Linked DNA regions of Rattus norvegicus: region 2 is linked to region 1. A link is a contact called in public Hi-C data. All regions are on one chromosome and are shown on one strand. The core of a region is the stretch at or near the end of the contact, and the rest is flanking DNA. Distances in the headings are between cores, read along the strand shown.

What was found. Hi-C and Micro-C count contacts between places; a contact is called where the count stands out from the background.
Region 2: a contact with region 1 is called in a Hi-C map of liver, with 2.7 times the contacts expected there. The contact joins the enhancer-like site here to the promoter of Abca8a in region 1. A contact is called at or near these places in 2 of 12 Hi-C or Micro-C datasets (the A7r5 cell line and liver).

Annotation. Positions count from the first base shown.
Region 1 is chr10:95,569,228-95,573,376 of GRCr8, forward strand. Abca8a (ATP-binding cassette, subfamily A (ABC1), member 8a) reads right to left here and starts at 2,424. Exons shown (of 39, transcript NM_001281824.1): 1 at 2,268-2,424.
Region 2 is chr10:95,734,084-95,738,644 of GRCr8, forward strand. No RefSeq gene overlaps it. Among named protein-coding and RNA genes, the nearest start is that of Abca6, 25 kb to the left of the region's middle. Within about 2 kb of position 1,283, at least 10 of the 93 cell types and tissues checked have an H3K27ac peak or open chromatin away from gene starts, as enhancers often do. A contact at or near this core is called in liver, where this site is marked.

The DNA of each region.
Region 1 (4,149 bases), core at 1,174-3,673:
GAAGTTTGTGGATGGATAGATGACTTTGGTGCAGGGTAGCACATTATGGAGACACGGACATGGAGGCTAGCCCTGGATGTCTAGGCCCTGTGCATGAGCAGTCAGGAAGGAGAGCACAGGAGCAGAGCAGCCCATCTCCTACAGAAACTGAAAATTAGTCTCAGCCTTTACCACTTGTAGCAAAATTGTTCATTGAGTCTGTAGGGAAGAAGGAGACTTTCAGAATTAGGCTAATGCGTTCATCCAGGCTCTTCAGCGAAACAAAAAATAAACCACAACTATACCAACATCTGGCAACCTACAGATTAAAAAAAAAAATGTGAGAGAGGGAGAAATGTGTGGAGAGAGAAAACAATAATCCAGGTACTTTCAGGAATTGGTTCCTGGACTGTGTGGCCTGCTGAATTCACAGGTGGGACACCAATGGGCATGTTTCGCAAACTCACATCCAGACTGTGAAACAGCCACGGCTAAACTAGCGTTGATCAGCTCGGTTCCACAGTTCAGCCAAGTGAACACTAGAAATTGACTGTCACAATGTGGGAATTCATAGAGATATTTCACTCTAGCAGATCGTTCCTTGGAAAGAGAACTTTCAGAGCACAGTTGAATATAACATCTTCCCTTACCCCAACCAAGGAATCACACATAACTCCAGTTTTTCCAGCCTTTCTGGAAGCTGCACATGAAAGAAAACAAAAAACCGGGTGACTCTTCATTAAGCTCATTAAGACTTTAAACTGTGGAAGGGAAGAGCTAGTTTAGACAGAATTACACAATCAAGTTACTTTGGCGAGAAATCCCTTTTCTGGAGGCTTGCCGGGGCCATCGATTCCATTGTGGGGCTCTATGCTCGCCTGTGTCAACTGGCTCTTAGGTCCTAAAACCTGGTCCACAAGGCTGTGATGGGATATTACCATATAGATAGAGAATAGAAGTTTTCCCAGGTGATGCCACATCCCATTCACGTGGCATGTTCAAACAAAGAGCTGCCTATCTCCTGGGGAAAAAAATTCAGGTGAAGAGTCCAGGGAACAGTCCCATTGGGCAGGAACTCTGCATCCATTCAGTGTATTTCCATAAAAGAAAACAACACATGGCTATAAAGGAAGGCTTAGAGGCAAGTCTGGGTACAAAAGGATGGAGAAAAGACGTCAGAAACCCGTAGAGTGACAAACAGAGAGAGGAATGTAGTACCAGCAAAAAAGTAATTCTTTTAACTCAGGGTGTCCAGGAGTCCCAAACTCTGTTCCAGGCAAGGTGAACGTTGTTAGAGAGATGGGATAGCTTGAACCAGCCAAGGGAGCAGCCCTTTGTAACCAGAAGACCTGAGTCTGACTCCCAACCTAAGAGTTTCTCTGTCAATCTGTCCCATAACATAAATAAGCTCAGGAAAACATCCCTCTTGCTTGCTTTTCCTTCCTTCTCTGGTTCCGAGCTGCTTGATAGCTCGTGTGCAGATAAAACTGAAGGCTTTGCTTCAGTGTGAGCGAATATTATTGACTCTGTGCCAGTCAACAAAACCCTGTTTACTGCAAACTCTAAATGACGCCATTGTCCTGAAGTGGCACAGGCTTCACTATGACTGCAATATGACTTAGTACATCACACCCGGCAAATGAAAATGTGCAGGAAATAATCTTACGTTAAAAACAAAACAAAAAGGGTTGGGGATTTAGCTCAGCGGTAGAGCGCTTGCCTAGCGAGCGCAAGGCCCTGGGTTCGGTCCCCAGCTCCAAAAAAAAAAAAAAAAAAAAAAAGAAAAAAAAGAAAAAGAAAAAAAAAAGAAAAAACAAAACAAAACAAAAACAAAAACAAAGTAAACAACCTGTAAGTCTGAGAATGACAGGCAGAGATAGAAAAGCATTTTCCTAAATGCCATCCTAAATAATTCTCAGGATAGGAGAAGGGAGGTGGAAACTTCTGCAAAGTACTGTGCAATCCATGCACAGGCAGCATGGCAGCCGCCTCACATTCAGATTCCCACAGGAAGCACTTCCAGAAGACCTGTTTACATTTCTCACCATTACTAACACAGTGCAGGCGGGCACATCCCCACACCTTTACTTAAAACGGGAAAAATATGACCATCCCTTTAAAACGACCCACTCCTCCCCCTGGACACCACATAAAAATAAACCCAGAAACACTAAACTCACTGCATAATAAATTAATTTCTCCCTAAAAATGTATCATGGATTAAAGGAAATATCACTTATAATAACATAATACAAACAAAACAGAAGCACAAAACAAAATGGACTTACACTTGGATTGTCTGAAGAACGTGTCCTGAGACTTGGTTTTCCCCCGTTTCCTCACTCTAAGAAAATGGGTTCTATGTCTCCCTGGTCTCTATCACATCGGTGTTGCTCCCATTCTGTTTGCCTGCATCCAGCATTTCCAGTCAGCCTGGCTGCTTTTGGAGGACGACTGTGGTTGTAATTTTCTTAGCCAGCTGAGCACTGTGTTCACGTGACCACTCTTGAACAAATCTCTTTTTTTTTATTGACTTCCAGCCAGTTCCCAGAGCAGAGAATTGCCAACTCTACTCAGTTGACTAATTATACTGTCAGAAAAATCTGTGTTGCTCAGGAAATCCAAATTTATAACTTTTTCTGGGCCCTCCCCCAAAAGAAATTGGCAGATTTCAAAAAATAAAACAAAAGACCGTCCCTTAAAAGGTAAACCATAAAGAGTTCGGGGCTCCGAGCTCTGGGTTTATTCTGTAATATCCAGGCAGATAATCTAATAAGGTTTCAAACAGCATAGAAGGCAATATCTTGATTTTTTTTCCTATATCATATTTTCCGTTCTGTCTGCTTCCTCAGTTCCTGGTCTCACCAGCATCAGCCAGTAGGCTCCATCCTTAAAATGTGCTCAACATTATGTGTTGTGTTTTATAAAAAGAAAAGGAATCTGAGGATATGTTTGGTAGAGGCATAGTATGGTGCAGGGGAAGGAGATTCCTCTGCAAACCAGTGCTGAGGCATCCCCTCCCCCTGAGGTATCAGCCTTAGTGTAGTGTAGAATAGTTTATTTAGGGGCATGGGAAGGGGACTTGGGGAGTGGGAGGAGAGAGAGAGAGAGAGAGAGAGAGAGAGAGAGAGGGAAGAAGAAGAAGAAGAAGAAGAAGAAGAAGGAGGAGGAAGAGGAGGAGGAGGAGGAGGAGGAAGAGGAGGAGGAGGAGGAGGAGGAGGAGGAGGAGGAGGAGGAGGAGACACTGGCCATAAGTGTGGAGAGGGGGGGAGAGAGAGAGGGGGGAATGGGGAGAGAAGGAACAGAAGGGAAAAAGGGGAGGAGAGCAAAAGAAGAGAGTGAGGAGGATCAAGCAGCCCCAATTATAGTGAGTCAGACACCCCTGGCTGTTACCAGGTAACTGTGGGGTAGAGCCTAGAAGAAATGCTAACATATGGGTCTTGGGAAGTATGGCTTAGAACAATATTCAGCTATGTATGCATAGGAACTTGAAAATCAAAATTAAGGCAACCATAAAAGGGCCTTTTCTCACAGGTCACAATTTAATAGAGAAACATCAGGAGGACAGAAGTGTAAGCCACTGTCCCGCTAGCATTTAGAAAATTCTATTTCATTTACCTAGTTAGGAAGTAAAATGAAATTTAGTTTCCGTGTGTCAGTGAACTTTGAAAATACAAGCCAACAAGGATTACTTGTGACTTCAGATAATATTCCCTGCAGACTCCAAGATTACGAAATGCAACCCCATCAATTTTTAACTCATAAGCCAAGCAAATGCAATTGAACCTCTGTGGTCATTACCTATTCAGAATTCTGAGGTTTCTGACTTGCTGGTTGAAATACACTTGCAAACTCTGGGGAGGGTTTGTTGGCTGGTAAGAATCTGTGCCTATGGTTTTGTTCTAACTTTAAGTTTCCCTGTCAGGATGCTCAAAGGAACAGCCTTTCCTTCCATAACCGCTGCCCTCTTTGAAAAGAGTGTTTACTTCACTTCAGACCGCTGCCACATTCGCTCTGCAAAGGTTCTACTGGCTTAGCCCTGTTTTGTTGAGGGTTTTTTTTTTCTATCTTTCCCTCAGCGAAATGATTTACAAATTATTGTGCAGCACCGCTGAGACTGTCTTGTAAACATGCAAAGAGCCATGAACTGCAAAATAAACTGCTCTTGCG
Region 2 (4,561 bases), core at 33-2,532, 160 kb after region 1:
AGATGGATGAAGCAAAGAAGTGCAGGCCGACAGGAGCCGGATGTAGATCGCTCCTGAGAGACACAGCCAGAATACAGCAAATACAGAGGCGAATGCCAGCAGCAAACCACTGAACTGAGAATAGGACCCCCGTTGAAGGAATCAGAGAAAGAACTGGAAGAGCTTGAAGGGGCTCGAGACCCCTTATGAACAACAATGCCAAGCAACTAGAGCTTCCAGGGACTAAGCCACTACCTAAAGACTATACATGGACTAACCCTGGACTCTGACCTCATAGGTAGCAATGAATATCCTAGTAAGAGCACCAGTGGAAGGGGAAGTCCAGGGTCCTGCTAACACTGAACCTCCAGTGAACTAGATTGTTGGGGGGAGGGCGGCAATGGGGGGAGGATGGGGAGGGGAACACCGATAAAGAAGGGGAGGGGGAGGGATTAGGGGGATGTTTGCCCAGAAACCGGGAAAGGGAATAACACTCGAAATGTATATAAGAAATACTCAAGTTAATAAAAAAAATTCAAAAAAAAAAAAAGAGAAACAATAAACCTATTTCGAGTGCATAAGTAATACCAGTTTTACTACTGAAAGTAATAGGATTGAGAAATACAAAAACTGGAGATTACAGTGAGATCTCTACTAACAATAATCCCTTAAGGGTTTTGTTTGCCCATCTCTGCCAATCCACATCCCAGTTTTTTAAGTTATCAATAAAGTTTGGTTTTGGATAGTAAGTGCTGAGATTCTCTGGTCCTGTGCAGGAGAGCTGGCTCAGAGGTTAAGAGTGCGTTCTGCTCCTTTAGGGGACCCAAGCTGGGCTCCCAGCACTCGCCTGAAGCTAACTACTGTCTGTAACTTCAGTTCTGTGGATTCTGACCTCTTCTGGCCTCGGCTGGCACTGCATGCACGTGGTACACAGACATAGGTGCAGTCAAAACACTCATACACGGAAATAAGTAGATAGGATCTAAAAAAAAAAAAAAAAGGTAAAAAGTCCTTGAAGACTATTTTGTACAATACATGAAAAAAAAAATCCAGGCTTTGTGACTTCTTAGAGGCATCAAAGGAGGGACTGAAACCAGTGATTTAATCCTTGCCTTGGGTCTTCAAAACCCCTCACAATTGTATTAGTAAAGCCTAGCTTTCGGGGTGGCAAGCGTCTGGGCTGTCTACTGGCTCGCTTTACATTTCCTGCTCTTTGTGTCACCTCTTGAGTCCTGTCACTACTTCCCCCAACAGACTAGCACTTATGCAGCCAACACAGTGAGTAGAACTCAGCCTCCGGTCACCAAGGTTGCCTTGCTAGCTCTGCCCCAGCTCAGAAAGCCTTGACCCAGTTCCCTTCCCGGACTATGACGGTGCCCTCCCGCACGGCCCTCTGCTGCCACCTAGCGGTCAAAGGGTTTATCCGTCTGTCCACCTTGTCTATTCCAATGTTGCTGGAGCAAAAGAAATTGGCCTTGTTGATTATATCATGGGCTTTTAGGCTAACAGCCACTTACCGGTGAGTTCTCACCATGTGTGTTCTTCTGTGTCTGGGCTACCTCACTCAGGACGGTATTTCCTAGTTCCATCCATCTGACTGTGAATTTCATGAAGTCATTGTTTCTAATCGCTGAGTAGTACTCCATTGTGTAGATGTACCACATTTTCTGTATCCATTCCTCTGTTGAAGGACATCTGGATTGTTTCCAGCTTCTGGCTATTATAAATAAGCCTGCTATGAACATAGTGGAGCACGTGTCCTTGTTCTGTGTTAGAACATCTTTTGAGTAGCTTAGGAGGAAGACCAGGTGTGGAAGCTTCAGTCGTGCACTGAGGGGGGAAACAGAATGATTGCGGGAAGTGGAGGAGAGGGAGACCTGGGAGGGAAAGAGGAGGAGGGAGGAATAAGGGGGACAGTATCTGGTACTGGAGGGGATGGGAGAGAGGTACGAGGGTCAGAAAATCAAATAAAAATATGTGGTAGTGGGGGATGAAGAACTGGGGGTAGCCACTGAAGGATCCCAGATACCAGGGAAGCAAGAGGCTCCCAGAACCCAATGGGAATGACTTTAGTCAAAATGCATGCAGTGAAGAGGAGCTAGAACCTGGAGAAACCACCTACAATAGACAGGCACAGCCCCCAGCTGAGGGATGGGGCCACCACCCATCTCACAGTTTTTAACCCAGAAATGGTCCAGTCCAAGAGAAAGACAGGGACAAAAGTATGGAACAGCAACTGAAGGAAGGGCCATCTGGGGACCATCCCACCCGGGTATTTAGCCTGACTACAGACACCAAACACTCTTACTGTTGCCAAGAGACGCTTGCTGACAGGAACCTGGAGTAGCGATCCCTTGGGAGGTTCAGCCAGCAACTGACCAATGCAGAAGTGGACGACGGGAGCCAACCATCAGACTGAGCATTGAAATGGTAAATCACTATTGTAAGTTCTTTTGACTTTCAACTAGACAAAATGACCAGAATACATCCAGTGGCTCTCTGAGCAACGAAATTCCCTATTTTTTTCTCGGTTGTTTACTGTTGAGTTTGAATATGATTGAACTACAATTCTTCCCAGTGTTTTCTTATCCCTTACTTTATGCAGGTCCTTAAAAGATATTACCATTTTAGTTACAAATTGTTGCTTCAATTTTGAACTTAAGTTACTCATGCAGTTATGAACATTAAATAACAAAGAACCCATTTTGGTATACAAAATGAAATCTGTCACAGATTTTTAGCTCTTAAAGTTTATTATTAATAATATAAGCACATTCATTTTTCTTAAAGGGCAGCATTGAGAATTGTACATACAACACATTATGAATAAAAAACAAGTAAATTTTTACCTTATAAGAATAGCTGATACAAAAATAATTCACCTGAGAATAAATTCTTTCACTTTATGTAATATGCTATTTCAAGGGGAAAGATGAAAACTCAATGTTAACAGTATTAAAAATACATTAAGAAAAAGCATTTACTATTTTAAGAAAAGTCATGCCTTTTTAAATGCTACATGAAAATATAAGGTGGCATTCTAACAATGTGAGAAGACAGTCAGAATGAGACACTGAGTGACCAACAAAGGATCAGGAAAGCAACACTTACCCTAGTTAATCAGTTGTGCTGTTCGTTCTCCTATTCGGTATTTTAACTACTAGTAGCAAAGCATTTTCATATCATAACTGGTTACTGAAGTATCTATCTTTCTTTTCATAAAATGCAAGATCTTACAGAGCCAAACAGTCCATCCTCCTCCGTAGAGCCCTTCTGGAAACAGTCCCTGGAAGGCGTGCTGAGCTAAGTACCCAAAGATGTTCTAGCGGTGAAATTAAACTGACTAAAATAATTTTTGCCAAAATAATTTTAGAAAAAAAAAAAACCAAACCACTGCTTTTTCCTAAGACTGACTTAAAAGAAGGGAAGCTCGCATCGAAGGCAAACCATTCAGAATGCTTCTTTCTCATTACCAGCCCTGACTGGCCCCTCTCTGCAGGAGACAGCCGGGCCTTCCACCCAGCAGGGCTCTGCCTTTGCTCACTACTCTTCTACATGGCCACCATGGGCAACAGAAGGCAGGAAGGTGACGCTGAGGCTTGTTTCCATGTGCTGCCCAGCAAAGACACATTTCTCTACCTGGATTGATATGGAACGAAGTTCTGAAAGCAATAATTTAAGATATTTTAAAATAAATCCACGTGCAAAAACAAACTATTTGTTGTAATAAGAACGAACGCACAACAAAAAAGCTTAGGCAGTACAATCTCGACTTTTGTTCCCTATGAAATTACACTTTACACTGAGCACACACTGAGCAGTGCTAAGAGACAATGGCCAAACCTCCATGAAAATGCAGGCGGCATGGCCTGGGTTCACCATCTCTGAGACAGCTCTGTCTTAGAATGGCCAAACCCACAAACGAAACCTACCCTTCAGTAACTGTCCTAGTACACGACAAATAAAGCTGTCTGTTGTTGTTTGTTCTAAGGGTATGTGTTCTGGTTACAGCGTTACAAAAATCACACCCCAAAAAAGGCCCAAGGTGCTTAAATACTAACAGACAGCTCTTCACGTTTACGGCACCACTCAGCAATGGCTTGCTGAGAAAATACAATGTGCATTTATAATTTATCAGCAAAAATAAAGATTTCCTCTTAAATACATCTTGACTATATTTGTCATGCAGTAATCATTAATTAATTAATGATTAATTAAATGTAAGATTCTTAAGGATCCAAAATCAGGAGGCAAGCTACTACCAATGAAATCTTACAAGAACAACTTGGGGCAGGGAGGTGTCATAAAATCCAAGCAGACTTGTTGGATGGTTCGACTGTATTACAGTACCTCTGAGATATGAGACTAAACAAAGGAAGGTGGACAGAATTGTCAAAGCAATGGTGAAAATTGCCACCTTGTATTGAGAAAGAAACACCTGAGTTTGCCATGAGTACCTAAAGTCATACATTTCCTAACCCAACAGGACAAAAAGTTAAATCTTCCAACATTGAAGAATTGGTAACTTCACTGAAAGCTTGATCATTTAAAGTAAGTTGGTAGCAAGTCCTTTCGCTCTTGC